Linked DNA regions of Cricetulus griseus: region 2 is linked to region 1. Evidence: chromatin contacts called from public Micro-C data. All regions are on one chromosome and are shown on one strand. The core of a region is the stretch at or near the end of the contact, and the rest is flanking DNA. Distances in the headings are between cores, read along the strand shown.

Region 1 (2,910 bases), core at 211-2,710:
TTCTCCTTCCCTGTGCACGTGTCTCTCTTTGCCAGGACTACCGAAGTTTAACAGACCAGATGTGGCGGTGGGAGACTGCCACTTCCGGAAGGGATAAAGCCCGAGGCTCCGCACCCCGCCTCTGCCTCTCAGGGGGATGGTCAAACCGGGGAAAGGAAAGGACCCCCGGTACTCCACAGAGGGTGCGGGGGCTAGGGGCGTGGACACCCGGCGGGCAGCGCTGACACCTGGCGGCGACCCAGGACCGGGCCCACGTCAAGGGCCGGCGCTGCGGGGCGGTTCCCAGGGAAGGGTTACAGGGGCCGAGAACAAAGCGCCCCCGTTGGGGAAGGCGGGCTAGCGGACAGCGGCTGGAGCGGGAGCGCACTTTCTGGGGATCCTTGACAAGCTCTTTGTCGGCCGAGTCGCTCATTAGAGAGACCGACCCCCGCCAAAGGTGGATGGCTGCATCCTACCCAGAGGCCTCCCCCCACCAATCGCCAGCTCCGCGTTCGTCCCTCTTTCCCCGCGGCCCTACTGGGCGGGCCAAGGGACCCGCCTTCCCTGCGCGCGGCTTAAGCACAAAGCCGAGTCGGGGGAGGGGAAGAGCCGTACCGGGGTCCACTCGCGGGGAGGGTCTCCAGCGCAAGCCATGCGGAGGAGGCCCTCCGGGGGGCAGTACAACTTCAGCGACCCCAAAGTTGGGTTCTTAGGGTCTTTAACATTGTAAACCCAACTTCCCGGAATCTCCCACTGCCAGCTCGGCCCAGCTCACCTGGGACAGCCAGAGAAAAACTCAAGGGCCCCGCGCCACCCTCCTGTGTCCCACACACAGCCCTGATCCTGGTCCCTCCGGCAAGTCGCACGTCCGCCCCCTCCCGCTCCCGCACCGGCTCCGTTGCGCCCAAACTTGCCCGGGTGCAAAGAGCCAGGCTCCCGGGCTCCACGGCGCTGTGGGCGCAGCCTGCAGTCTGGTTTGAATTAGGGTCTGCGGAAAGGGCGTTGTGGCCATGGCCATTGCATCCCTCCGGGTCACTGGCGAAGGCCAGGCCGCTGAGGTGGCCAGCGAGACAGCCACGGGAGAGAGTGACTTTAGGCGCCGCCGCAGGCCGGCGGACTCACACCCATGTGGAGTCGTTTTACTTAATTGAGCGCTGGGAACCAGTGGAGGCTCCACTCAGCGGGATGCCCCAGCCCCGACCACGAGCTGTGGGACCCGCGTGGCACCCGCCGACCGTGGAGGGAATTGGGACAGGAGTCCTTATTTAAGGACTCACCAACCCTGGATCCGCCAGGCAGCGCGGGAAGAAGTCCCCGCTCCCCTCCCCCTCCACGTGCCGCCGCCTGCATGGCATCGGCGGGTGGCGAGTCCAGGCTTCCCGCCGCCTTCTAGCCCTGCCCCGGGCCACACTCACCGGGAGGACAGGCTGCAGGCGCAGCGCCAGCGCGCAGAGCCAGAGCCAGAGCGCCGCGCGCCTCATGCTGCCCAGACCGGCGGCGGGAGCTCCGCGGGCTGCGCGGGTCGGAGTTGCGGATTGAGCGGAGCTGCGGGCCGACTCTGCTGATTGGGCTGAGCTTTCCTGTTCCAGGCGTCTGCCCAGAGTGAGGCTGTCCTGAGTGAGCGAGGGCTGCAGGTTCCACCGGCTGGAGTCAGCTCCCGACTGCCAGATTCCTTCCTTTGCGACAGGCTCTGTCTGCTCTGGCCCGCACCTCTCCCGCCGAGCTCCGCCTTATAATAAACCCACAGGCTCTTAGCCGTTGCAAAAACTAGCCGCCCACCCCCAGCTCCGCGGGCCTGGGTAGCCCCAATCCCCACCCCTCGGGCCCCGCCCTCCGGAATGCCCCGCCCCCTCGGAGCGCCCCACCCCCGGAATACGCCACACCCCCTTCCACGCCTCCTAGGATCGAAGTCCACTCCTGTCCTCAGCTCCTGCGGGTCCGAGGCCCACCTTCCTTCGCTGATCACTGGTGCGGACAATCTGTGATTCCCGCATCGTGTCTTCCTTGATGCGTGGCTGATGCGGACCCAGGTGCAACCGCTACTATGGCCTGGTTCGGAGTCCCGAGGCTCTGCCCTGGAGAAGGGCGATTGTTGGTTATCTGCGCGCGAGCCTGCAGCGCCCTCTGGACGAGGGCGGCCAGCACCCTGCAGGTGAGCAAGATTCTGAGCGCCACCTCACAGCCCCACAGCGATGAGGCTGAATATAAACCGAATGACTGATGTATTGTTCCCACCTCTCCACCGGGTGAGAATGGGACCCCTAGAGTCTTGGAGCCAAGTGCTGAGAACTCTGGACCTTTGAAGACATGAGCACTATTTGGAAGAGCTGACTTTTTTTGTTGTTGTTTTAAGTTTTTGCTGTCTTTCTATAAGAGACAAAGCCCTCTCTCTTCGTAGTCCAAGACCAAAGGAAAAAATAAATGGCCTCTTTGTTTCCAGGTGACCTCAGGCATCTGAGGAGCTCCAGCTGAGTTCCTGCTCTATAGGGCCTGGACCCCCACGGTTTCCAACACCCTTCTAGCATGTCAGTCAAAAAAAAAAAAAAAAAGAGCAGAGAGAGCCTGCGGGCGTGGCGAACTGCAGTGAGAGCAAAGGCGAAGAACCGGCCCTGTCTTGCCCTCAATCTGTAGATGGTGCCAAAGGACCTTCGCACCCGAAAGTCAGAGGCCAAAGACGGCATCTTCTTCATCCTGGAAAAAGGAGCCAGATGTGATGCACCTTAGGCTCTTGGGAGTCTCCAGTGTAGAGTCTACACTATGGAGCCTGCCTTCTGGAAGTTCAGTAATTTTCTTTATCCCACCACAGGCCCGCAACCCGGCACTCAGCAGTGTACGAACACCTTTGTCATCGGGGAAACTACCTTGGCGGGGGTGGGGGGGGTGAGGAGTGGGGGGTGTCTACACTTACCGGACTCTATCTACGTATCCTGC
Region 2 (2,910 bases), core at 153-2,652, 110 kb before region 1:
CCAATGAGAGGTGTGAACTGAAAACCCAAGTAGAGAGGGAAGATGACAAAGAAAGGCTCCTTTGGGGCCACCAAGGCTGGGTTTGTCCACGAGTGTCAGTCAGAGGCCACCCAGAGGTCTGGCTCTGGGTAGTTGCCTCACCTACTCCGCTAGGCAGCCCTCAAGGGCCAAAGGCCACATTCCCATGCCACTCCTGCTGGAGGCTAGCCAGGCTTAGTTAGAGCCTCTCACTGCCCCACTGGGCCCTCACCTGAGTTATCTCAGGCTTGCTCTGAGGGGAAACAGTCGATTTCAGTTTCCTGCAGGCTTGAGGGCTCAAGGTCAATTCACTGTTAAGGACTCAGATTCAGAAGAGTGGACCCACAGACCTGAAGCCGCCTCCAGTCCCTGCAGGCTCCCAGTAAACAGAGATGGGAACCCCCACTCCCACCTGAACTGAATCACAAGTCTTTTGAAGATAACCTCACAGGAGTTCCAGGGAACAGGACATGAATTGTCTACAGACCCATCTATTCATTCATCAAATACAGGTGCATTTGTATATCTGCCTCCTCCCAGGTGCTGTAGCAAAAAACCCACTCCTGACAAGAGTGACAGGTGCATTGCCAACCCCATTGTGAACAGCCAATGGGAGGACAGGAAGGCTCTGGAGGAGACTGTCTAGCTCTGGCATGTGGAGCCGCTCATCACCATGTCTTAGCCTTTGCTGGAGGCTGGACAAGAATAGGCCTGGATGCTGAGGCCGTGTGAGAAAAGAAATCCTTAGTAGCCCAGGCCACCTGGCTGTCCCAGAGGCTGGAATGACACAGCCATCTATCCACTCACAAGCCACTGTGGCCAGAATAGAGACCACAGCACATGAGGAGAGCCAAATTTGCAGACAAGACACTCTGGATCCCTGTACTAGTGGCTGGGCTTGAAGACCCCAGCAGTCAAGATGAGCTCTCCAGGCCCTGGTCCTACCCTAGGGATCATCTCTAGCACTCCCTCACCTGACACTGTTTCTACAAAGAAGGGCTTGCCCTCAGGGCTTCCATGTTGCCATGGCTATATGGACAGGCACAAGAGCATCAGACCACCTTACAAACATTCAGATGGAGCACTTGAACTGGAAACCCAAATAAGGACTCAGCCAAGACTACTCCTCCTGCTGAAACAAGGTAGGGGTAGTTCAAAGGAGATAAAACCAGGGTGAGGTGGTTGGAGGGGTCAACATGAAGTCTACTCCTAATGTGCCCTCGCTGGAGAGGCCTGATGGTAGGGAGCTTTCGGGAGGTGCCTATAAAGTGTCCAGGGGCGCAGACCCTCCAGTGACTGAGCCCTGCCCTCCTTCCACAGTACTAGGACCTGTGTCAGAACTTGGGCAAATCAGCCCACTTGTTAGAGCCTGATAACTGAGTGAGTCATGGCAGTTAAGACATTGTGGTGAGCTACGAACCTCAGCAGTGAATCACGTCACCTGAAGGGAACCTCCTCTTTCCCTCCTACATGGAACAGGAAGAGAAGATGGCTGGTTGTTGGGGACTGTAACATCTGGGCCATGAGACTTCTGTAGTCTGACTTGGCTGGAATGCTCAGAATAAAAGACACAGGAGTCCAGGACACTGAGGACACAGGCTAAACGTTCTGGTGCTGCCTCTAGCTTGCTATGGACCTGAACAGCTACTTCAGTTCAACCACAAAATGTTCTCAGCCTGGCCCATCCTCCTCTCCAGCTCCATGGAAAATCAGGCAAATCAACCTAGCAGGCAAACAGCAGGTTTCTATGCATATATAGCATGCTCACAAACATGCACAAATGTGTGTATACATACAAATTCCTGTATGTGTATGAGCACACATGTGTATGCAGGCACATATATGGACCTGTATACATATAAACATAGACACACGTGTGCATGCATAAGCACATGTGCGCAGGAAGAGCTCATACAATGTTGACAGTTCAATATCATGTGGCTGAGCAGTTCTATTCTGTAACTCACAGCCACTATTAGGGCAATGATCCCATAGTCACTATTTACTAAACAGTGCCTCCCCCAGAATGCTATATGTTGAAGCCCTAATCCTGTAGTGCCTTGAATTGTGGCTATCTACCAAGTCAGGGTCTTTAAAGAAGTGGTTAAGCTAAAATGAAATCAATAGGGTAGGGGCTTAATTCCATTTGACTGTTCTCCATGCAAGCTGGGGAGAGGCCACCTGAGGACAGAGGGTGACAGTGGCCATCTAGAAGAGTAGCATCGGAAGACCTGCCCATGGATGCCTTTCATCATGGGCCTCTAGGGTTGTGAGCAAGTACAGTTCTGATGTTCAAGGGCCCAGACTGTTCTGGTAGACCTAGGAGACTTACAGTCAACAAGAAGCCACCAGGCTCAATCACAGGCTCCTTGTTTGTCCTCAAGTCCTCAGAAGCTATTTTCTTTGAACCTAGCTCTGTTGGGCAAGTGCATGTTCCTCTCCCAGCCTTCACTTTCAGGGTAGGATCACCCCACTGTCCTCTAGGTAGCTCTTTTCTAGCCAGTTCCAGGCAGGCCATGGGCCTCTTAAGCTCCAGGGCACTATGGGCCTCCCTCTGTTCAGCAGCCTGCTATCTTGGCTGGTTTTTTGGTCTGCCCCCCACTCACCCCAGCCCTGGTCTGCTTCCTGTACCTTTGCCTGCCTTAGCCTTTTACTCCAAGCTCCAGGCCTGACAGCAGCAAGTATGGAATGACCCATTGAGAGATCCCTATCATTTGCTTCTCTGATGTTTTCCAGGGGCAGAAGCACCAGAACCAGCACCAGAAAGAGGAAGAGGGTAGAGCAGCTGATCTCTCCTCAGGCAAGAGCACTTACCAGGTGACAAGCAGGCTGTGAGGACAGGTCTTGTCCACACAAATGCATGCATGCATGCATACATACATGAGTTCCCAT

Evidence for each region. A called contact is a pair of places that touch in the nucleus more often than the background predicts.
Region 2: a Micro-C map of the CHO-K1 cell line shows a contact between it and region 1, with 5 times the contacts expected there. The contact joins the enhancer-like site here to the promoter of Sdc1 in region 1. A contact is called at or near these places in 5 of 8 Hi-C or Micro-C datasets (the CHK-Q cell line, the CHL-YN cell line, the CHO-K1 cell line and 1 more).

The regions. Positions count from the first base shown.
Region 1 is chr7:19,159,691-19,162,600 of CriGri-PICRH-1.0, reverse strand. Sdc1 (syndecan 1) reads right to left here and starts at 1,460. Exons shown (of 5, transcript NM_001244042.1): 1 at 1,395-1,460. The coding sequence starts at 1,460.
Region 2 is chr7:19,265,578-19,268,487 of CriGri-PICRH-1.0, reverse strand. All of the region lies in intron 3 of LOC103161803 (a long non-coding RNA gene), which reads right to left. Among named protein-coding and RNA genes, the nearest start is that of Laptm4a, 48 kb to the left of the region's middle. Within about 2 kb of position 1,402, at least 3 of the 6 cell types and tissues checked have open chromatin away from gene starts, as enhancers often do. A contact at or near this core is called in the CHO-K1 cell line and fibroblasts, where this site is marked.